Linked DNA regions of Hordeum vulgare: regions 1 and 3 are each linked to region 2. Evidence: chromatin contacts called from public Hi-C data. All regions are on one chromosome and are shown on one strand. Each heading gives the region's core, a stretch centred on a gene start, on an enhancer-like site or on the middle of the called end of the contact. The rest is flanking DNA. Distances are from core to core; before and after follow the strand shown.

Evidence for each region. Hi-C and Micro-C count contacts between places; a contact is called where the count stands out from the background.
Region 1: a contact with region 2 is called in a Hi-C map of leaf, with 4 times the contacts expected there. The contact joins the promoter of LOC123452608 here to the promoter of LOC123453061 in region 2. A contact is called at or near these places in 5 of 6 Hi-C or Micro-C datasets (leaf and seedling) and 1 of 1 datasets of contacts at active chromatin or transcription factors (embryo).
Region 3: a contact with region 2 is called in a Hi-C map of seedling, with 2.8 times the contacts expected there. The contact joins the promoter of LOC123398233 here to the promoter of LOC123453061 in region 2. A contact is called at or near these places in 2 of 6 Hi-C or Micro-C datasets (leaf and seedling).

The regions. Positions count from the first base shown.
Region 1 is chr5H:381,848,426-381,851,602 of MorexV3_pseudomolecules_assembly, reverse strand. LOC123452608 (myb family transcription factor PHL7-like) reads right to left here and starts at 1,459. Exons shown (of 7, transcript XM_045129288.1): 1 at 1,212-1,459.
Region 2 is chr5H:381,697,575-381,700,481 of MorexV3_pseudomolecules_assembly, reverse strand. It overlaps LOC123453061 (protein PHR1-LIKE 2-like), which reads right to left and starts at 1,626. Exons shown (of 7, transcript XM_045129825.1): 1 at 1,311-1,626; 2 at 868-1,236. The coding sequence starts at 1,045.
Region 3 is chr5H:381,894,011-381,896,866 of MorexV3_pseudomolecules_assembly, reverse strand. LOC123398233 (two pore potassium channel c-like) reads left to right here and starts at 1,553. Exons shown (of 2, transcript XM_045092727.1): 1 at 1,553-2,856. The coding sequence starts at 1,788.

The DNA.
Region 1 (3,177 bases), core at 210-2,709, 150 kb before region 2:
GAAGGTGCCATGACATATTTCACTCCCTATCTACTGAGAAAGACCGCCAGCTTGCAACATGTATGACAGACAAAAACAGTAAGATATGGTATGGCAATTTTTCAAACAGAACCCGGGTATTTCAAGGAAGACTGACCACACATTGAATTTAAGACAACGGAGAGTGTTTAATTCAATTTAGTAGATAAGAGTTGAGAGCGCTAACAGACCACAAAGATGCCATTTGCCCATAGCAACAAACTCAAATTCTCATATTCTACCAAGAATGCTAGAGTGAACAGCCATTTTCTGTTTTCATCGGCGCTAATGCCTTTATCCCATCATTCCACTGGTCGTTCTATTTACAAGGCAGGTCAATGAAATCATGCGAGTCACAGAGGCAACACAAACTGATATTGGAATACTTGTACCCACAGCTGGGACCGCGCACCATCGCGTGCTCATGCTTGCGGCCCTGGATCAGCTCAGGTAGGTCAATTTCATGGCCACTAAGCAAGACAAAACAGCACGGATACAAATAGGTGAGGTGGTGGCTCAAAATGAGCCATTCTAGTCATCCAGACGGCCATCAATTGTGAATAATCTAATAGAATTGAGTACCTCCCCCCGTTATGGACCAAAGGGGCTGATATTTTCAAAGAAACCTCTAGCCAACGTTCCAACAAAAGTTTTTATTTCTCAACGCCAATTCATCGTTCTTTTTGCGAAAGAAACGCCAATTCATCCTACTAATGCTAATACAGAAAAACGATAGCTCCAGGAGTTTCTGTGTTCTCAACTCCTCCTATGTAGAGGAGTTTGCCACCTCATCCAAAATACAGCCCTGGCGATGGTTGTTTGTGATCCCGACCTCTTATTCTCTCATTAGAAACAACTGGCCAGCGAGACAAAATATGTATTCCATGGAAGCTCACACTTTTATCAGGGCAAGAAGATGAGCAACCCCCAACATAACTAACAGCTGCTGATTGCCAAACATAGCAGGTTGTCGTCAGGGGCTACGATGCCCCAAGAACCTGATGGAAAACCATATGCCAGCCACCCCCCAGAGGAGGCGGGCCCACCGTGGTCAGCCTCGTGAGGGCTCTTCTCCGACCACCCATGGAAACTACTACTTGGGTCAAGCAAGAGGGGGGAAACGAGGCAGGTAAAATCCGTGAATCCTCCCCGCGGCCAAAACGAATTGAAGAAGAAATTCGAGGATTTCTCACCTGCCAGGGTCGACGAGCCGGCGGAATTCGCGGCGGGAGGCTCGAACGGGGGGACTGGGGACGGCCGGAGTGCAGCTCGGGCGGCAAGATCGGAACTTGGCGCGGCGGTGTGGACTGGTTGTGAGGGAAGATTCGTGGGTTGGCGATTTCGTGGCTTCCGGCGAGCAGTGGAGAGAGAATTCCACGAGATTCGCCTCCCACCTTCTCTCCCTCTGTGCTACCGGCTCGGAAGGACCAGATTGCAGCCCAAACCTGCCCAAGACAAACTGGTTTGGTTTGCACCTATTTTCAATTAGGTCCTTGTCTTACCAAGTTTTGTGTAAGGCACCCTACAATCCATAGACTGCTGCATTATTATGTATTTCTACATCCCAAAATCTTTTCTCAAATGTGAACCGAGCGTAACCCACATGGTTACCAATCTATCAAGGTTCAACATAAGATGTTGTGTCGGCTTAATATCTTTGAAATGCTCATATAACTAGAGTATGAGTGTGTGTACGTGTGTTGTGTGTACATGAGCATTTACGATTTTATTGTAGTTTATCTCACAAAGTGACTAGTTGGTGTACTTGGTACGAGTAGTAGTTATTTGTCAACGCTCCTAGCACGGACATGTACAAATACTTTATACAATAACTGTGTGTAAAATCTTTATATGTCATCTGCAGACGATGGCAAAGGCGGCAATCTCGCGAGATTTGGCTTCTGTCACACCCTGAATTTTGCAACTTCAAATTACACGCGTGTTGAAGTTGAAAAAAGCTTCACGCTCAATATTATTTTGTGACCACGCATCTGCCCTACTTCAGTAAAAATTCTTCCTCCTGCCACTATCTACCGATAGTGATATAAACAACCCATACAATAACCTGTCTATAAATAGTCTAATTTCAGCCATAACAAATTGTGAGAGGGGAATTACAGACATCATCAACACAACAACAAAATCATTGCATGTTACAAACTGTGTTAGATTTACAAACATATTGTTTCTCTCTTCCCTTCATTTGTCTTACACATCATCGAAAATCATGTGTGGCAAATGTAAAAAATGACTGTCTAGATATCATTACCTCCATTTCAAATTACTTGTCTTAAATTTATCTAGATACAGATGTATTTAACACTAAAATGTGCCAAGATATATTTGTATCTGGAGTTCTAGACAAATTTGAACAAGTAATTCGGGTCGAGGGAGTACTAAGCTATGGCATCTACGATCTCCTCAGATTTGACTCTATAAATATCCACAAGTGTGTCCGTACAATGTCGGTTTTAAGCCATCATTTATGTAAAAGAAAGTCAATCACATACATGTGATTGGTGGGGATGAAAAGATATAGAATAAACAAAAGAGCAAAGGTGGTTTCGGGTAGGTCATGTTCGTGAGTCCTCATATCCTTCTCATATATGAGCTGGATATGAGATTTTGCTCATAACCCGGACAAATGGGACAAAGTGAAAGGGTCCAATTGGTCACATTTTCTCTTCTCTTTCTTGTCTAAGCGGTGATCAGGCTATCATGTCGACCTATAAAGAGGATATGAGGGACCGGTTTGTAGAAAGAGAGGAAAAGACTTGACAAACATTGATCACTAATTTTAGGAAAGCAACAAGTGTGTAAACGGCGAATCTTGAGACAAACTAATTATTGACTTGATTTGAAAAAAAAGCGATCTACGCACGCAACATGTCCGCCTCCTCCACCTAGCCGTCATCGACACTCGGGTTTCTTGTGCCTCCCGTTGGCGCCACTGCCGGTTTGCCTTGTTCTCTATGGACTTAGGGCCATGGAGGCGTGGTGAATCCCGGCCTTTGCCGAGGGGTGGCTTCGTATTTTGATTTTTTTAGTATTGCAGGGGTTTATGTTCTACTTAGAGAGGCGAGTCGGTAGCGGTTCTCTAAAGATGGAATAAGGTTCTTCCCGTCTAGCCCCCATTCCAGTAGTGCATCTAACATCATT
Region 2 (2,907 bases), core at 377-2,876:
GAATAGATGTTAACATTTTTGTTTCGACACGCCTACACATCATCCAATATATCACCCGACATCCGACATTGCCAAAGTCGAACCGATATGAACCCGATATTCGATATTTTGAAGCTTGTCAACAGCTGCCTGTTTGTTCAAATTCTGAGCTGATGCAAGCAACAAATATGACCTTTTCCGAGCACAAATAAACTGAAATAACGACCATAACTCCAGACGTCGTTAAGGAAAAATAAAATTTGCCCTGTTTCGCCTACGATCCTTACATCCCCAATAAACAAGCACCTGAGTGTGCAGAAACTTTTTTTCCTTGTTCAATGGATTATCGACATTTCTCTCTAGAGAGTATAATCAAACAAATTCTCTGGTTCCTCCAACGTGCTGGAATCCAAGATCAGACAAAATGACCTTTTCATCTGAAGCAAAAGCCTCAAACTGTACTAAGTAAGACCAACCACATAGCCCTCGCAACGCAGGACACATCTCTTCCCAGCTCAAAAGCAAAGCAAAATCTGGCATGAGTAGACCAAAAATATCAAATCCAAGGGCGTGCTGAATCCTAAGCGCAAATGCACCGCTGCTCGTCCAACAGCGCGCATTTCAGTGAAGTGTTGTTGGTCCAGGTAAAGAAAGACCCAAACTTTGATCCAGACTTTCCTAAAACTTGAGCGCAGACACCCCCAATGGCTCAAATCCTCGCTCCCAAGCCAGCAAGTAGCTCGGGTGAAAGCGCGCGGTCGCACCAACCAAGAAAGAGAACCCCCACCCAGCAAGCACGCATTGCCCCTCCAATGGCGATGCCTGACGAACCGGAGGGCGGAGGGAAATGGGGGAGAGGGAGGGGAAGGGGGGGAGCGTCTATCTCACTCTCGGGCCCGCCGAGCTGGGCGACGGCGTCGACGAAGCGCTCGTGGAGGTCGGCCGTCCAGCGGAGGCGGGGCTTGGGGTCAGCCGTGAGCACGAGGCTGGGGGCGCCGCCGGAGCGCGGCACCTCGCCGGGCCCCGGGCCGTCCGCGCGGTGGTGGATCAGGCCAGGGGGGAACATCTCCTCCTCCGACCAAGAAGGGAGGTGGAGAGGGACAGAGAGAGAGAGACCTTCTCCTCCTTCGTCCCCAAAAGCGAAGGATCCAACAAAAAGTTGCTCGCCTTTCTCTCTCCTGTTTCCCCCTTCTCTTCTGCGGCCTTTTTCCTGCGGTGGTTCCCCTCTCTCTCTTACCAGTGATCTGTGAAGCCCTCCTGCACATAACAATGGTGATTAGCGCAGATCAATCTCATTTTCTACTGTTCGTACAATAACACATCCAACTTACTTCCGGCGCTAAATTATCTCGCCAATATCATCTCTTCTTCACCAATTCAACCGAAGTTCCAAAGAGAAATAATACTACTCCACTACTACTACTCCAGGTCCAGGTGAAGAACTGCTGCTGCTCATTTACTGCCAGGAGAAGAACGGATGATGAGTCCCTGGTTGCTGGTGCTGGTGCTTCTGGGACGCAATGATTGGCGCATTGAATTTCCAGCAGCTCCGGCTCTGGCTTCTCGATCTGTCGCTGTGCGTGTTTGGTGAAGGGAGGGCAAATTGGCAACTGGGTTTTGTTTAGTGTACTACTCGGGTTTTCCGTTTCCTTAAAGTAAAAGCTAGTGGATGGACGCTAGCTAGCTCTGCTCATGCGAGGACCAAACAGACCACTGGCTGCCTCTGCTCCATTTGTTTATTTATTTTTTTCCCACTTATGCTGTGATGCGTGCAAATAAAAATCCAGCCCCGCACATGCTCGTGTCTGCGCCCGGACGTCATGCGCGCTTCCGCTTCCGCGCCCGGAAATCCAATCCTGGAAAGTGAATTTCATTTCTAGCTACTTGTGGAACAGCCGGTGGTCAGTTGATGTAGTGACAGGTTGCTGATTAACGCGTTCGGATGCAAAGAGAGAAACATAAAAGGGGCATCTTTACTTTTTTCTTTTTGGAAAAGGAGGAATGATCCCGGACCTTTGCATTAATCGATGCATGCAGTCATATTATTTAAAAATTAAAAGTAACATCATATGTCTAGATAAGTCTGCGACTCGCAATGAAAAAATGAACTAAAAATAAACAATCTCTTAAAAACAAAACTACCACATCCGGCGTAAGTAATAATAGACTATGATGTCTATACACCTAGTCTATTACTAACACGTCATCCAAACCGGTTGAAGATAACCCGTGCGGCCATCTCCCATCGGTTGCACCCAGTATCCATAAGCTTCCTCGAGTCCACATGACTGAGTAATGACCATGTACGGATCCAAGAAGTTGCTCTGAATATGACCTGCAAAAAGTTATTGAATTTGTTGTCATTAAAGATCAAGTCATTCCTGGTATTCCATATAGTCCAAAATAGAGTACATATCCCATTTCTGATAAGTTTAGAAATTCTAACGTCCACTCCATTGAGCCACATTGTAAATACAGAACTGATGCATGTAGGTGGGATCACATTAAAAGCTATATGAATAGTGCGCCAAAGTAGTTTTGCAAGAGGGTAATCCAAGAACAAGTGTCTTATTGTTTCATGATGATCACAGAAACAACAATTAGATCTGCCTCTCCAACTACGTTTAATTAGGTTATCTTTGGTTAATACCACACCTTTGTGCAAAAAATACATGAAAATTTTAATCCTTAGCGGTACTTTGATATTCCAAATATGGACTGATCTAAGTAAGGGTCATGTATTAATCAGATCCGTATACATGGACTTTACTGAGAATACGCCATTCATAGATAAAATCCAACGAACATTATCTCGTTGGTCAGATAATTGTACCTGCATAATTCTTATTACCAGATGCAGCCATGCCTCCCAACGTGCTCCTACTAAAGCTCGCGTGAAGTGCATATTAAGAGATACCGATTGTAACA
Region 3 (2,856 bases), core at 304-2,803, 200 kb before region 2:
TGTTTAAGTATGCTGCCAAGTAGACATTTTGACAGTGTCGACAATTATTAAAAAAAGGAAGAAGAAATTAACCTTATTTTAACCCATTTTCGTATTATTTTCACTACATATCTTTTACCCTTCATTATTTTTCCTTCATCTTCTGCCTTTTTTAAAAGCCCTTTTCAGTCTTTACGAATTGAGGTACATAAATTGTCATTAGTTTATGATGATACTATAAAAGATACTACCGCACTTTTATGATTTGACTCTTTTACCCTCTCTTATTCGCCTTTGTTGCCGCCTTTGCCAGATGATGAAGTATTCTTCATCCCATCCCTAGCGGTTAATGCAAATGTCAACTTTATTTTTCCTCTATTCGTTTCCATATTTTCTCTCAAGCTCTACCTTCCATGTACCTTGCCTATGTGTCTGAACCATCTTCTCCCTGACACATGTTCGAGCTATGGAGCATGTCTAACATGTATCATGATGAAGTATTCTTCATCCCATCCCTAGCGGTTAATGCAAATGTCAACTTTATTTTTCCTCTATTCGTTTCCATATTTTCTCTCAAGCTCTATCTTCCATGTACCTTGCCTATGTGTCTGAACCATCTCCTCCCTGACACATGTTCGAGCTAAGGAGCATGTCTAACGTGTATCCCGCGACGTAACGATATCAAACATCTCACGCTTTTATCTTTGTGTCACGTAAAACGGTTAGCAAAGGCGGCATAAACACATTTGGTAGCGTACTGAATCACCAAGTAGGAAAACCTATTCCGCAAGAGACGCTAGTTTCTTTCGACGGCATTTGTGTTGGTTCACATGGCATCTAGCGAGCAACTCGACGCGAGGAGATGGAGAAACCTGGATACGCGCTTGGCACGTAGATGAAGTGTCTTTCATGCTAGGACCGCGTGACGCTGCAAAGGCGTAGAAGTGATATTGTACCGAACTTAAACCTCAGCTCCACGTCTGCATGATATATCCTTCATCGCAATACGTGAAGTATAGACGATGGCTTTTGAAAACTTTTTATGTTTTTGTTTGCTTTTAATAAAGAATCGCGTTTGCTCTTGATCTACATTTTATTTCGGTTTATCCTAGTTTGCACTATCAATTTTTGATCATCAACGATGGGCAATACTCCTCCTGTTTTAAAATATAAGTATTTTAATTTTATATTAGTTTTAATACAAAATTGCGTGAAGCTTAAAGATATTTATTTTAGATGGAGGGAGTATGAAATTGTTTGTCGGGAAACACAGTCGGCGGCGTGTGGGACAACTCCTCAACAGTTGCTTACACACTCAATCCAACGGCTTGTATGGTCACAAACCCAAACCTAGTTGGCTAGTTGACGGTGACAGAGACAAAAGAGATGAGATGAGATGTGCCCTGCTATAATTGCGTTGCATCATCGATCCGTCTCCCGCCGCTCACGAGATCGACCGTCCGTAAACAAATCAACCGATCTCATTTTAATTAACAATAATAAGCCCGAGAAACGAGACAAAATTAGCCCGTAAGAAATATAGGCATCGCCGTCGTCAAGTGGCCATCGCCAACGTCCCGCAGCCTCCGCCTCCGCCTCCCTCCTTCCCTCCTCCTCCTCCTCCTCCTCCTCCTCATTCGACCTTCAATCACCTCATCCCCACCGGCGACCCCGAGGATAAGAACCCGAGTCGCGCCTCGCTCAAAATCCCGACGAATCTCGGGCCGCATCGAGGAATCCCCGAGGGTATTCATCAAGAATCCAACCAAGAAACCCCCCCGCCCGGCCCCGGTCGGTGGTCTCCGGCCATGGACACGGACCCGCTGCTCCCGACCACGGCGCCGCAGCTGCTCCACCCGCTGCCGGAGCACGCGCCGGTCTCCAACTTCGACGCCGCGCCGCCGCCCTCCCCGGCCTCCTCCTACAAGGACCGCCTCATCTTCGGGCCCCACCACCCGCCGCCGCCGCCGCCGCCCCCTCCCCCTCCCCCGCCGTCGGGGCACCACCACTACCGCCGCATCTCCGTCGGCCACGCGGACCCGTTCCGCGACTACGACCACCCGTCCTGCTCCTCCTCCCCTCCCTCCGACGAGGAGGCCCCGCCCCAGCCCACCACGCCCTCGCTCTTCAATCTCATCAGCGGCCGCACCAACCTCCACCGCTCCCGCACCGCGCCCGCCATGGCGCCGCTCAGCGCCGCCGTCCTCGCCGCCTCCGCCGAGGCCGACCACCACAACCCGCCACCGCCGCCGCGGAGGCCGGCCATCGTGCTGCACGCCTTCCTCTTCTTGCTCGCCTACCTCGCCCTCGGCGTCACCTTCTACGCCGCCTTCCCGGCCAACTTCACCTCCTCCGCCGGGCCCACCCACCCCGTCGTCGACGCCCTCTACTTCTGCATCGTCACGCTCTGCACAATCGGCTACGGGGACATCACCCCGGCCAGCCCTGCCGCCAAGCTCTTCGCCATATCCTTCGTCCTCATCGGCTTCGGCTTCGTCGACATCCTCCTCTCCGGCATGGTGTCCTATGTGCTCGACCTCCAGGAGCACCTCCTCATCACCGCAATCAAGAACCCCCGCTCTGCACGCAAGCACAGGCACAACTACATCTTTGACATCAAGAAGGGCCGAATGCGCGTCCGCATGAAGGTCGCCCTTGCCCTTGGTGTGGTGGCCATCTGCGTCGGCGTTGGGGCCACCGTGCTCAGGAAGGTGGAGAGCATGGGCTGGCTTGATGCCGTTTACCTTGCAGTGATGTCGGTGACCACGGTCGGGTACGGCGATCACGCGTTCAGGACGCTGCATGGACGCCTTTTTGCCTCTGCGTGGCTTCTTGTGTCCACGCTAGCCGTGGCACGGGCATTCCTCTACTTGGCGG